Linked DNA regions of Mus musculus: all the other regions are linked to region 2. Evidence: chromatin contacts called from public HiChIP or PLAC-seq and promoter capture Hi-C data. All regions are on one chromosome and are shown on one strand. The core of a region is the stretch at or near the end of the contact, and the rest is flanking DNA. Distances in the headings are between cores, read along the strand shown. Region 1 overlaps Plcl1 (phospholipase C-like 1). Region 2 holds the start of Satb2 (special AT-rich sequence binding protein 2). Region 3 overlaps Rftn2 (raftlin family member 2).

Region 1 (4,440 bases), core at 1,480-3,979, 1.5 Mb before region 2:
ATGTGTGCAAGTGCCCACAGAAGCCAGGAGAGGGTGTTGGATCCCCTGCAGCTGGAGCTGCAGGCTCTTATGAGCTGCTCCACACGGGTGCTGGGAACTCTCAACTGGATTGTACCTCCAGCCCTGCTTTGTGTTTTGCATCTCATCAATAGCAGCACCATCCCTGCGGTTGGCATTGTGGCAGCCTGGAGCTCATCTTTTGCAATCATCTCTCTTGCCTATCACACGCAGGCTGCTGCTGGGTTCTGTCTCTTTTGATAGTTTTCGCTTGTACGTTGGTTCTGGTTATAGGATGTGTGGCTTCTATCACAAGAGTGTCCTCTTAACTGGCCATTTTGCTTCCAGCCACCTTCTTTTTCCTAATACATCCCCTAGAATGGGAGCTGTTGTTCCAAAAATGGCAAACCTTATCACACAAGTATATGGTTTAAAACTCTTTGGTGACATCTTAGGGCTCTAGGAATAAAGTGCAGATTCCTCTCTGTGGCTCACAGAGCACAGCCTAATGTGGGCAATGCTTATCTTTCAACACCTACCACCCCCACATTCCACTTTATCCAACTACCTTATGCTCAACATGTGTCAACTATTTCAACTTTCCCCAGCATGCTTTCTTAGAAAGTGCACAGCTTTAGGAAATGCTCTCAGGAGTGATAAACAAGGATATTGAAAGGAGGAACACCCAGAGTTCACACGAGGATACACTCTAACTGAGGTGCTCACAACTAGAGGGATTATCATGATAATTAAAAAATTATTGGATCCATTAAACTTAGGAAAAATTGTATTGGTTTTTGGAAAATAATTTACACTGTAGAACATAAGAAAGGACTCCCTTGAACTCTATGTCTTTTGTTTGTTTGATCGTTTGTTTCCTGAGATTACTATCTGGCTTAGAAAAATCACCAGTCAGTCACTCTTCAAGTTTGACATTGTTTTTTAAATTACCAACAGTGGTGCATTTGTTCTTAGGAACTTAGGTGGCTACAGAGTTTCCTTAAACTGTGACTTTTAGTCAGTGGAATATGGTGACTCACAGGGGCTGTTTTCTGTTCTTTATGTAGACAAATCTCTATGTTTTTATTATCCTAGGCTAACAAATGTGTTATTTGTAAAGTGGAGCATAAAATGTAACTTTGCTAACTTTTATGTCTGACATGACAGCCCTTCATAACTTGGGACTGAGTCATGTAGGCCGTGCTTAGAGATGGATAGAGAAAAGCTTGTCATGCTGATCTCAGCTGTGCTGTAATAATTGTGGTTGGAAAATCTATTCTAATTTGGAAGTAAATAGATCTTTGGAAAACAATCAGTGTTTCGGTGATATTCATATTAATGATGTTTTATTTAGTGAAGCAGCTTGCAAGAGATTCGCGGGTTCATTGGCTGATGTTGCTTTGTAATGGTGTCAACATTACATAGACACCTTCCTTATGCTGAAGTCTCTCAATGATCAAAATTACCTTTGAGTTCAAACTAAAATTTAGTGACACTAAAAAAGAAATGCTTAAAACATTTTGTTTATGCCCTTTATATTTTTAAATTGAACATTAAAATGTCAAGTTTCAAGTTTTCTTTTCTTTTTTATTTCAATATATATCTTTGATTAAATAAAATGGTATTTAACAGAGGCTTCAAAATTCTTAGTGCTTGGATGATTATACTTTAAAAATCAAGTACAGACAAAAATATTCATTCACGCTAATTTAGAAGTTTGAAGATTTATTTTTATGTGTGTGTGCTTGCCTGAGTTTATTTTTACCACATGCATGCAGTGTCCTTGGAAGCCAGAAGAGGGCATTGGAACCCCTGTAACTAGAGTTGGAGGTGGTTGTGAGCCACTACATGGGTGCTGGTTGTCCAACCCAAGTCTTCTACAAGAGCAATATGTGCTCTTAACTGTGAGTGATTATTCTGGTCCCTAAGGTGGAAGTTTAGATAAAATCTTGTTAAAATTCACAGGATTGTCATGTCCTGGAACTTTATTTAAAAATCCACATTGTGATGTTAAATGTGTATGTATGGGCAGAGAGTGAATTTGCTGTGACCAGTTTTATAAGTATGTGCATAGCTTCATCATTAAATATTCTAACCATCTCCAATTGTGTAAAAGCAGCTACTGAAAACATTCATGTCCTTTGAAGAAACATCAAGAACAGATGGGAACAGAGAGTCTTTGACTATCCTGAAACAGTTCTACAAATAGTTACGACTTCCTTTCAAAAGTTAGAAATTCTATTAAATCTATTTCCATTCTTCACAAGGGCTGCTAGCTGACTGTGTAATGACATGCCACGCAGCACAAAGCATGACCTCTGATGCTACTGCTATGGTGTGCTTGCTTAGTAGAGGAAGGAAAAGTAGCTAGTATTAGGAGAAGTGCTACACTTGGGTTGCCAGATGAAGTACAGGACGCAGAGTGAAACTTACATTTCATTTAAACAACACATAGTAGTTTAGTGTATGCCTCGTACAACTACTGTTCACTGTTTAAATAAAATTTAAATTTAACCAGTTATCCTATACTTCTGGTGAGTCTGCTGGCCCTCACCCTTTGCGGTTAGGTAGATAGTAAGTAACGGTGAAGGAATAGTTTTTTTTTTTTTCTGATGTATCAGAAACTCTCCTTAAAGTTCCTCAGGAATCAAATTGTGTCTTACTCACCCAGCTAATGAGTCATTTCTGGAGCTGACATTTGAATCTAGTCAGCCCCAAGAGCTCTGCTTTGATGTTGAAGTACCACAACTGCTGATTTCAAGTTCTGCTCTGAGCCAAAGTAGCAAACCATCCTGTGACTGGCATAAAGAGATGGAGACCAATGCAATAGAAGACTCAGAAGTAAACCTTTGCAGCCTCGGCCCCTGGATTGCCCACAAAGTTCCCAAAGCATGGTGGCAGGTCGCCTGGGTATCCATATGCAAAAAAAGTAAAACTAGATCTATAGTTCTCACTCTGCATAAAAAGCAATAATATAAAACGTATTGTTTTCTTAATGTAAAACTTGAAACTTTAGGATGGCTAGAGGAAAACGAAGGAAAAACACTTGAAGATGTAGGCATGGGCACAGTTTTGGAATGTTACTCTAGCTGTTCAGGAAATGATAACAAATTTATAATCAGGATTCCATGAAATTGGAAAAGCTTCTGCACAGCAAATGAAACAATTGCCAGAGAAACTCGACAGCCTACGGAACAGAAGAAAACGCCTTGCCAGCGTTTTAATCAATTGGAGGTTAAAAATCCATATTATATAAAAAAATTAAAAAGTAAAAAGCCATCCAAAAACTCAGTCAATAAATGGGCAAATAGATCAGACAGTTGCCAAAAGAAGAAGTACAAATTACCCATAAGTACAAAAAAAAAAAAAAAAAAAAAAACAAATCAACATCTTTAACCATCAAGGAAATACAAGCCGAAAGGACATGAAGATTCGTCTTGCTCTATTCAGAATGGTGATTACCAATGATACAACAAAAGCTGGACAGGATGTACAGAGCATGGTGATGGAACCCATGTTCACTGCTGGTGGCAATGTAAATTAGTTCAGCTACCGTGGGAGTCGGTAAGGTGATTTCACAAAAACCCGGAAATGGATCTGCCATATGATCCAGTTATACCACTCCTGTACATACACTGCAAGGAATCTACAGAGACACCAGGGTATCCTCTGCACTGTTATGGAATTAGCCTAGGTGCCCATCAACAGATGAATGAATAAAGACAGTGTATACACACACACACACACACACACAGTGGAGTGTTATTTGGTAACATTACTTGGCATGAAATTATGTAACTTTCAGGAAATTGGATGAAATTGGAGACTGGTTAACGTGAGTTAAGGGAAATAAACCAGGAATAGAAAGACAGATACTATCATTCCTTTTCATATGAGATCTGGATTAGAGAATGCATCCGTGAAAAGCAAAAGGTGAAGGTTTGAGAAGAGTCAGGGAGCAGCAGGAGGGAAGAGGGAGATAGATAGGAGAAGGTAATGAACGTGCGAGAACATGATCCAAGGCCATTGGAAACAAGTAAATAACATAAAAACAGCTAAAAATAAGAACAGTGCTCTCAAATGGTTCCTCATATACTGGGGTTTGTATTGTAAAAGTACAATCAATTCTATGTTCTATGTTCTCCAATATTCTTTACTATACTGGAGTTTTACATTCTAAAAATCATCAAATACATTTAAATTTTGCATTAAATAATTCATTTAGTAAACAATTGATTTTTTTTTCTTTTTTTATAGTCTGTTACTTTCTCTTTTTGGTTTTGTTCTTCCTCCTCTCCCATTGTCCTTCCCAGTTCTGCTGTCCTCCCTTGATGGATCTCTTCTGCCCAGATTGCTGCCTTCTCCTCTCCATGTGTTCTGGTCCTTCCTCCCCACCACGTTAAGATCTCATTCTCTGCTCTTATGGTCACATTTCTACACTTG
Region 2 (4,970 bases), core at 1,581-4,080:
TGGCCAATTTAAAGGATTGAGGCAAGCTAAGCTGTGTTTAATGACTACCACCAAGAAAAATAGTAATAACATTAAAAACAGAAAAGTGTCATCTTCTTAGGTGTGTGGAGACATTTCAAACTAAGCATGTATTCCAAAATTTGATGGTCACCACAAACAGGGACATAAGGGATGGGGGAATGGGAGGTGGGACTTTATCACCAAGTTTAAGAATTACATTAAACTTACTGCTGTTGAAAGCCACTGGGGTGAGGGGGTATCTCAGGCATAGTACAATTAAAGGAATAATTTATCCCAAACAAAACAGTCTGAATGCTGTGTAAAGTTGTACATTTCATATGTACGAAACAGCTAGTTGACTGCCCTGCAAACCCAAAATACAGTATTTAAATTCCTCTCTGGTCTTATTTTGTAAGATTACTAAACACTATTGAAGAAAGTTATGTGTAGATGTACTGAAACATAAAAGTCTTCCTTTAAAATAATATTTAATTCTTGGGTAGGGAAGCAGCAGGCAGCATATAGAGTTGCTTGCTGTTTTTCACCCAATTCTCTAATTCCTATCAAAGTTATAACCGGCTCCGTCTAAACTCTGCAGGCAAAACAGCATCAAATCCTCTAAGGACATAATGGATTCACGGTGATCCTTCGGTTTTTTCCCCTAGAACTTCTGCAGGACACAGTCCTAGCTGTCACTCATTTGTCTCAACCCTGTCCCAGCTACAGAAGAACACCAGAGTCACTGCTTCGACTCTAGCCAGATCCTAGGTCTCTGTCCCACTACAACCAAGGCATACAAGCTTCAGCCCTAAAACAGATCCGAGGCAAGGCAAAGGAGTTAAAACACTAAAGAGCTCTCTAGGAAAATCTAGAAACAGTTAGCTGGCTGTGACACAGACCTGCCAACACCTCAGCACAGAGTGGCAAAGTGCCCAAAAAATGCCACCCTCTGGGTAAACCACTTTCTTGTTTTAACTCGAGATGAAGCTACTACCAGTTGCGGAGAGGCAACTAGGGCACTATTTGGCAACCTGGATTTGACTTCCTGTAATCCTACACCGAAACAGCGCCTAATCAACCTGAACCCTGACACCCAGGCCATTATCACTGGGCCTCCGCTGCGCGCACCTCCCAGCTCCGGGCTGTTACCTCCCACGGCCTTGGCCACGGCGCCGTTGGGCCTCCCGCGGGCTCCCATGGGGCTGCCGTTCTGCTCCAGCCGGGCCACCTTCACCGGGGGAGGCCCCTTGACGTCGGGGCTGCCGCTTCTTCGGTCGGGGCTGTCCCGAAGACACGGGCTCTCGCTCCGCCGCTCCATGCTGCTCCGATTTGGAGACAAAGTTCCCACCGGCAGGTCGCAATAAAACGCGCAGGGACCTAGGGAGGGGGCGGAGGGGAGGAAAGGGGGAGGGAAAAAAAAAAGAGGGAAAACCGCTCACACACGTGATAGACGATCAGGCCAGTGGCAGAGCACTGCACCGCAGCCACACAAACTTCCTCCCACGCTGCAGAAGGGTACCGAAGGGTCCCGGGAAAGCAAGTCCCAACCAAACAAACACTGGAGGTCCCAAAGCTGCCCAGAACTTGAGGTACTAAGACCTGCTCTGTCTCAGGTCCCAAGAGTTAGCCCTCAGTTGTGTGGACAGAGTCGGACCTCGAAGCCTTTAAGCAGTACCCCATTCATTGCGGGCAGCGCTGGCATTATCCTCTCTTTGATAAAGAGCCACCACCACCATAAGCCCCACTTGGGGTGTCAGGGTTTTGAAAGGAGCGTACTTATGGGCGAGAGGTCCCACCAGGCCAGGGAGGGAGCAAGGACTTACACGGGTCCTTAAGCAAATTAATTGCTTGATAAATGCGCTGTGGATGGCCAAGCTGGATCAATGGATCCATGGAATCCCCACCTTTTACCTTTATGGACCAAGTACACTTGTGTACACAAACACACACCTTTGCACACAAAAAAATTAACTATAATTTCACGTGAGCGAGCATCCCAAAACACTCTGAGATTTGGAAAGGCTACCCTCCATCCCAGGATCACAATTATTATTTGGGAGCATTCTTATCTTCATCGTATCCTGGATGTGGTTGTTGTTTTTTAAGCCATTAAGCGTACAACATAAGAGAAAGAAATCTTGATTCTTAGGTACAGGAGCAGGCTTCATTAATCCTAATTTCTAAATCTGGAAAGTTTTTCTCGAGGTCCCTAGGCGAGCAGTGCTCCATACTCTTCAATTTTGGAGGAGTGACCCGGAAGAAGGGAAAACACCTGATGAAACGGCGCCCACATTGTCACTGAAACCCATGAAAGGAACCCCTAATACACCAGGGGCTCTGAGAATCCTCTAAGAGCGCTTTGGACGCGGGAGAAGCCTAGTCGCCACGAGTCCAGACGAGGTGGTGGTGGGGGACAGAGAGGAGTTAAGAAGAATGCGAAAGATGTAGGGAGTGCTCGGAGGGGTTGCCAGTGAAGGCTCCACCGCACTTCCCGGCTTCGCCTAAGCGCGCGTGAGAGCCAGAGCCCCAGAACAGCCGGGGAACTTAGCGCGCCCAGGGCTTCCCGAACTACAGGCGCCGCGTGGGAGCCCTCGCCCAGCGTACTTACTGCTCACGGTCTGTCTGAAACTTGGCTGGCTGGGGCTCTGTCCATGGAGCAAAAGTAGAGAATCCAGGGTGGAAAGTTTTTGGTGAATTGTAGTGTTGTCCTAGTCTTCCTTTCTCTTTCCTCCTTCCCCTTTCCTTTTCCTCTTCCCCGGTCCTAGCGTTTAAGGTCCTGGGTCAGGGTGTCTTCTTCTGGTTCGGAGATGGTTGTTATGATGATGGGGGCGGGGGGCAGTGAGGGAGGAGGAGGAGAGGGAAAGGAGGACTCCTCCAAAGGGGCACCAGAGCGAGCGGGGGAGGGGACGGCGGAGGAGGGGGGGGGGAGAGGGGGCTGAAAGAGCCTTTCACACCTTCGGGTAGAAGACCGGTTCTGGAGAGAAAGGGCTGAGGACTGGGAGGCTGCGGCGGCTGCTGGCTCCTACAGCCGCTAGCTCCAGAGGAGGCGCGGCCAGAGTCGCGGGGACGTTGCCACCAAGAGCGGGGAAGGTGCGGAGACCCCGGACCGCGCGCAAGAGAAAACGCGGCGGCCGCACAAGCTGTCACCTCCAACCTCTCCCCTCGCGGCTGCCTCTGCCAGAAGCCAGAGCCGGACTCACTGACAAGCCGCAGAGAGAAAGACACTGAGAGGGAGATGATTATTAGTTGCGTTGAGTCATCAGGCAAAGTGAGTCCTTTTGGGTTGTCCTCGGTTTCCGATTTCTCCCCCTCCCCCTTTCGGTCCCCAGATCTAGCGCCTTCAAAATAATAATTTGGGGTGGGGGTAGGGGATGTCTCTGGGTTATTTCGGGATGGGAATGGGGGGGACGGATCTAAACCCAAGCCAGACTGGTCCACCGCAATGAAGGAGGGGAGTGGGGGGCGGGGAGGAGGGCTGGGGAGGTTGCGGGGGGAGGGGGGCCCCGCCTGGCAGGAAATTAAACATCAATCAATCAATCGCTGTGAGCACGGCGACCCAAGGAGCCGGGCTGCGGAGGAGGCACAGGGATAGGCGAGGGGGTGGGAGTCAGGGAAAAAGGAGGAAGGGGGGAGTCGGAGGTGGGAGCGGGGTGGCAAGGACCTCATGCACCGGGCGACGAAGGACGGATGGCTGAGGACTGAGTGTGGCGCGAGGCGGTGGCCACGGCCGACGAATGGGTGCGTCTAAGCGCTGACGAACGCCAGGGCCCAGGGTCTGGTCCTCCTCCTTGTAGCAAGTCCAGGGCGCAGCCGCCTCGCCCAGCCCCTAGGCGCACTCGTCCCGGCGCGCAGGCTGCGGCGACTAGGCGGGCGCTCCGTGTCGCGGCTCGCCGCAGAGGCGCAGGCTGGCGCTCGGGAGGCGGCAGAGGCTGCCTCGTCTCCGGGCTCTGTTAATTGCGCCGCCGAGTACTTTCGACTTTGGAGATAGGAGGGCGATCGCCTCCCCCACCCACCGCCTCCGCCCACCACCCACCGCCTCCGCCCCTCGGAGCAACTTTTCTCGGTGCGAGCGAGCTCCCCATCTGCTCGGAGCCGACCGGCCCGGCCCGAAGCGCTCCCGGCCGCGTTTGGGGAAGGCCACTTCTCCCTCAAATCCCGTGCGGCCGCGGGTCCGGAACAATAGCCCGGGTGTCCCGAACGCCTGGAGCGAGACTCCGCCCGTCCGGCTGGCTGTGGGTCCGGCACTGGAGAAAGGGTTGCTCCGTGGGCACAAGGCAGGCTGCATCCCTGCCACTCTCGCCACGCGGGCTACGTTGCGAGCGGCGCAGCCCGAGCTGCCCGGAGGCCAGAACACTGTGCCGGCCGGGGCGCTGAAGCTGCGCGCCCCTCGGGTTGCAGCACTGGGGCTCCCGAAGACCCTCAGCGGCTGAGGACCGAGTTCGGCGCGAGCAGAGCTGAGCCGTGGGGACCTAGCCTCTCCGCCCCGAGCGAGGCCGCGCCGATGAGTCCCTAGCTGGTCCTTCTAAGGCTTAGGAGCCACAAACTTTTGCGGACTCCCGCGGCCCTAGCCTTTCGGCTCGCGCAGCTTTACTTGTTTAAGGTGGCGCGGTGACTGCCCGCCAAAACCCCGCTGCCGGCCGCGCTTTTGTCTTGGCCATTCGGCATGGGCGCGGACCTCCTTAAAAAAAAAAAAAAAATAGCACGTGGGCAGGGGCCGCGGCCCCGGCGAGGTGCCTGCCGCGTCCGGCTTCTGTCAGCCCCTGGAACCTCAAAGGAGAAAATATGAACCAGTCCTCTCCGGCCTTCCGGCCAGAGATGCCCCTTGAGCCGGCGGCATCTCTTGTCCCTTCTGTGCACCGGGGCTTTCCCTCCAGTTCCCCAGGACCCCAAGGACTCGGCTTCCACCGGTTGCCTGAGCCACTAGTCCCCCTTAAGAAGTATTGACTGTACGGCGGCGCCAGAGGGCCAAA
Region 3 (4,640 bases), core at 1,911-4,410, 1.8 Mb before region 2:
CTCTTATGATTTTCTTTAGCCTTTACGTAGTAAGATTGCTGTTCACCCACCACTGTGAAGAGGAAACACAATTTTGAGATAAAAATTGTATCACTTTATTGTGTGTCTGTATGAGTGTGTGTGTGTGTATGTGTGTGTGTGTGAGTGTGTGTGTAGGGTCTGAGGACAGCTCTGTGGGGCTGGCTCCTTCCACCCTTTATGTGTTCTGGGATTGAACTCAACCTCAAAGCTTGCAAGGCCAGTATTCACCGTACCTCTCCCAGCCAGAAGTCCCTAAGACAGTTTTTATAAAGATGAAGAATTGTGCAAGACTCTTTAATATATTAATTTGAGGCAACATTATGGCCATTTTCATTCTTCATTGCAGAGACTCAAAGCAGCTGTGCTGGTTTGAATGCCCATGGCCCTCCTAGGCTAACACATTTGCATGCTTAGTCTTCAGTTGATCACCTAGGAAGGATTAGGTGTGGCTTTGTTGGTGTAGGGGTGTCACTGCCAGAGGGCAGTGTTTCTTCTTCTGCCTTCCGCCTGCAGCTCCAGCCCCAGCACTGCCACTGCCTGTGTTCCATCACGTGATAATCGTAAGCAACTCCCTAATTAAATGGTTTCTCTTTTAAAGAGTTGCCTTGGTCATGGTGTCTCTTCACAACACCTAAGTTAGAACAGTAACTAAGACAACAGTTTTCTTGTGGAGCTAACGCAGGGCCTTGCACAGGTGCTGTGCCACTGAACTATGTACTCAACCCAAAAGGTCCTTCAGACCCCGTTTTGCTTGTTAAAGAAAGCATAGCTTCAATCCCAAGAATCCCAGGGGAAACGTTGCCAATATGTCTATTTAATTTATGAGAACTTGGCATTGTAGTGCTTTCTTCTACTATGAAAGTTTTAGGATGCAGGCAGGCTAAGCTCCAGCTACCATTTTTTTTTTTTTTTAAGGTTTATTTATTTTATTTACATGAGTACACTGTAGCTATCTTCAGAAACACCAGAAGAGGGCATTAGATCCCATTACAGATGGTTGTAAGCCACCGTGTGGTTTCTGGGAATTGAATTCAGGACCTCTGGACGAGAAGTCAGTGCTCTTAACCTCTGAGCCATCTCTCCAGCCCCTCCAGCTGCTATTCTTAATGAGAACACAGGTACCTGGAAGAACTCTTGAGAGAGGTTGCCTAGACTGGGCCAGTTTGCTTAGGCTAATTGCTGATCCTTATCTTCTGGTGGTTCCTGTAGGAGTTGCCAGGACACCCAGCTTTAATGGGCGTTCCTTGGATCTCTCTCGACTTTCCCTTTCTCGATCACACCCTCCCTTGGTATTTATTTGCCTCCAAAGAGTAAAGACAACGTTGGGGGTGGGGGCTGTTCTGGCTCTCTCTCTCTCTCTCTCTCTCTCTCTCTCTCTCTTCTTGAGATTGGGCTGGAGAGATGGCTCAGCGGTTAAGAGCACCGACTGCTCTTCTGAAGGTCCTGAGTTAAAATGCCAGCAACCACGTGGTGGCTCACAACCATCTGTAATGTGATCTGATGCCCTCTTCTAGGTGTCTGAAGACAGCTACAATGTACTTACATATAATAAATAAATCTTAAAAAAAAAGATTAAAGAAAGTCATCATTCTTAACTGTCTCTGAGGTGACTTTTCTCAAGCGCTCTGCTTACCTTAGCTTCAGCCGGGACAGCACCGCCCTGTACAGGTGACTTGCTGGAAGGTGCTTCCGCTGCCCCACAGGTTGTATAACTGGGTGAATGGCCCCAACAACATAGCCCTTAAGATAATAGTCTTCCACTTTGGCAACTATATCCAGGACTGAATTTATCTTGATGACGTCTGGATTTGTTGAAGCTGAGATACCAAGAATGAAGAGAAAATTTCACATTGGTAATATTGAATTCTACCTTATTTCTATCAGTATGTGATAATATTAGTGAATAGGAGAGACAGCCAGCCACATGGCTTAATTTTGAGTAAGACACACTAACATGTGTTATATATTTCCTATTTCAAGTGAGATTAAATGTGTTCAGGGTAGTATGACTGTAGACTAATCCTGTTTTAGACAATAGCTAAAGGTGATTGACCCAACTGATGGATACACAATGTTGCCAATATGTCCAGAACCAGACGGCCTCACATGTTCCTTTACTATGAAGGGTTTTATCTAAGTGACTATATTGCCTTTAAAAGATATCAATGATGTACATCAAAATGATAATTTAAAGAGCCAATAGTTTTTAGGACTAGGATGAGATGCATGATTTCTTTTTATTATTTTTAGTAGCATTAGTATTCTCTTTTTGTTTTTTCTCTTTGTAGCCCTGGCTGTTCAGGAACTTGCTCTGTAAACCAGGCTGGCCTTGAACTCATAGAGATCTGACTGCCTCTGCCTCCTGAGTTCTGGGATTAAAGGAAGAGATGCATGATTTCTTAAAGATACAGTTTCTATAAGTTTAAAACCTAAAAAGGGGAGAAATTTTATTTCTTAGACAGAAATCATTAAAGAAAAGAACAGAACTAGACATAGATGAAATTTAAAAGCAAAACTGCCATGTAGGCCAGGTGGTGGTGGTGCACGCCTTTAATCCCAGCACTTGGGAGGCAGAGGCAGGCGGATTTCTGAGTTTGAGGCCAGCCTGGTCTACAGAGTGAGTTCCAGGACAGCCAGGGCTATACAGAGAAACCCTGTCTTAAAAAACCAAACCAACCAACCAACCAACCAACCAAACAAACAAACAAAACAAAACAAAAACCAAAATAAACTAAAAAAGCCCCTGCCATGTAATTGAAGTCTCCACCCCCCTACTGCACCCCCCCCCCCAAACTCTCTAAGAACGTACTTGTGTTGACTACAGGATTAAAAGCAAAGCCAGTACGCAGCTGGAGAGCCTGTCTCCACAGTTCTAGAGGTATTCATTTAAATAGCTCCATTCTCTGTTTAATACTTCTCATTTTATGGAGGACAATAAGGATAATTATCCAGAAAGAGACCTGGAGCTGATTAGTAAGAAAACATGCAATTCATTGCAAGTAAGGGCTGGGCTGGCTTTTCACGGGCTAGTGGAGTCCAGCGCAGAACTGTTGCTGATTGCCTGAGCACAGGAAGAAGGTTAAGGCGCAGATGAGGAAGAAGGGTCAGAGGAAGTCTCCACGCCCTCACACTAACACTCACGTGATGGAACAGTTCCACAGCAGTGAGCACTCACCCCAGCTTCTCAAACGAAAACGAGGCACTCCACAGAGAGTCATGCCGATACATTTCCTTCCGTTTTAGTCCCTCTTGGATGTCAACTAATATCCTACCATCTAAAATATTTTCTTCATCATGATGAATAGACATGAGAACAAAGGACAGTCCTGACCTTTGAAGAAGCACCTGGTCTCCGAGTACACACCCAGCCCAGTCTGTCTGTCTGTCTGTCTGTCTGTCTGTCTGTCTGTGTGGCAGGCTTCCTGACCCATCTGGCTTCACTCTTGTTTTAAACATTTGGTCTACAAACCCTGACTTTTGTTTTTGTTTTTTTTTTTAAGAAAGCAGCTGAGGAACAACAATGTGGAACAAATTCTTAGGACCAGAGAATGAAATGTAATGGGAACTTATCTTTAGAACTAGGTGACAATTGTACATCATTTTAAAGAAAACTATAGCCATGTAATGGCTCCCATGGCAATAGGGCAGGAAGCGGAGAAGTTAGCGTGGCCTGCAGGATCTCCAGGCCTCCTGCCAGCCTCCCTCTTGTGCACTTCACTTTGACATGGGACAGTTCAGAGTTCTGAACCTGTCTGTCACTCTGTCTCACCACAATAAGCCTTCTCTGTCCCCAACCCCACGTTACTTATTCCTTCCTCTACTGTGTACACTGCTGTATTACAGTTACTTGTTTATAAGCTTCTCTGGGCTGTTTAATGGGAACTCCCTGTGATGGTTTGTATATGTCCAGCCCAGGGAGGAGCACTATTAGAAGGTGTGGCCTTGTTGGAATAGGTGGGCTTTAAGACCCTCATCCTAGCTGCCTGGAAGTCAATATTCTGCTAGCAGCCTTCAGATGAAGACAGAACTCTCAGCTCCTCCTGCACCTTCCTACCTGGACAATGCCATGCTCCAACCTTGATGATAATGGACTGAACCTCTGAACCCGTAAGCCAGCCCCAATTAAATGTTGTTTTTTATAAGAGTTGCCTTGGTCATGGTGTCTGTTCACAGCAGTAAAATCCTAACTAAGACACTCCCTAAGGGTACCTGCTGCGACTTCCCTCAATGATGGGTCATGACTGCAAGTATAAGATGAAATAAACCCACTTCTTTCTAGGTTGTTTTTAATCATGGTATTTACTATATCAACGGGATGACAAACTAGGACAGGATTTGGTGAAGAGCAATAGTGTGACTTCCATCCAAAGACTTTACTGAGCTGGCCTTGTCTCTGGCTGGCTTGGTAGGAGTCACTATTAGGTGTGTATGTAAATGCATGTGTGTGTATATGTGTGTGTACACATGCATATGTGGATATTGGTGTGTATATGCATGTGTATATGTGTATGTATGTGCGTCTGTGTGTGTGTGTGAGTGCATGTGTGTGTAGACCAGGGGTCTTGTTGTCAATCTCCATCTCAAATTCAAAAGCTTTGTGGAGAACTTCTTTTCATGTC

Evidence for each region. Promoter capture Hi-C pulls out the DNA fragments that hold promoters and counts their contacts. HiChIP or PLAC-seq counts read pairs in DNA pulled down with a chosen protein or histone mark.
Region 1: a contact with region 2 is called in an H3K27ac HiChIP or PLAC-seq map of microglia, with 6 times the contacts expected there. The contact joins the enhancer-like site here to the promoter of Satb2 in region 2. A contact is called at or near these places in 1 of 39 promoter capture datasets (hippocampal neurons), 5 of 115 datasets of contacts at active chromatin or transcription factors (acute myeloid leukemia, astrocytes, embryonic hindbrain and 2 more) and 1 of 9 other capture datasets (macrophages).
Region 3: a contact with region 2 is called in a promoter capture Hi-C map of liver, with 5 times the contacts expected there. The contact joins the enhancer-like site here to the promoter of Satb2 in region 2. A contact is called at or near these places in 7 of 39 promoter capture datasets (the C10 cell line, embryonic stem cells, liver and 2 more), 1 of 484 Hi-C or Micro-C datasets (adipose-derived mesenchymal stem cells), 2 of 115 datasets of contacts at active chromatin or transcription factors (embryonic stem cells and trophoblast stem cells) and 1 of 9 other capture datasets (embryonic stem cells).

Annotation. Positions count from the first base shown.
Region 1 is chr1:55,428,117-55,432,556 of GRCm38.p6, forward strand. All of the region lies in intron 1 of Plcl1 (phospholipase C-like 1), which reads left to right. Among named protein-coding and RNA genes, the nearest start is that of Plcl1, 24 kb to the left of the region's middle. Within about 2 kb of position 2,730, at least 19 of the 459 cell types and tissues checked have an H3K27ac peak or open chromatin away from gene starts, as enhancers often do. A contact at or near this core is called in microglia, where this site is marked.
Region 2 is chr1:56,968,504-56,973,473 of GRCm38.p6, forward strand. It overlaps Satb2 (special AT-rich sequence binding protein 2), which reads right to left and starts at 2,831. Exons shown (of 11, transcript NM_139146.2): 1 at 2,609-2,831; 2 at 1,150-1,377. The coding sequence starts at 1,318. 9130024F11Rik (RIKEN cDNA 9130024F11 gene) reads left to right here and starts at 2,966. Exons shown (of 2, transcript NR_024326.1): 1 at 2,966-3,268.
Region 3 is chr1:55,212,466-55,217,105 of GRCm38.p6, forward strand. Rftn2 (raftlin family member 2) reads right to left here. Exons shown (of 9, transcript NM_028713.1): 2 at 1,655-1,838. Among named protein-coding and RNA genes, the nearest start is that of Gm10561, 12 kb to the right of the region's middle. Within about 2 kb of position 3,161, at least 112 of the 459 cell types and tissues checked have an H3K27ac peak or open chromatin away from gene starts, as enhancers often do.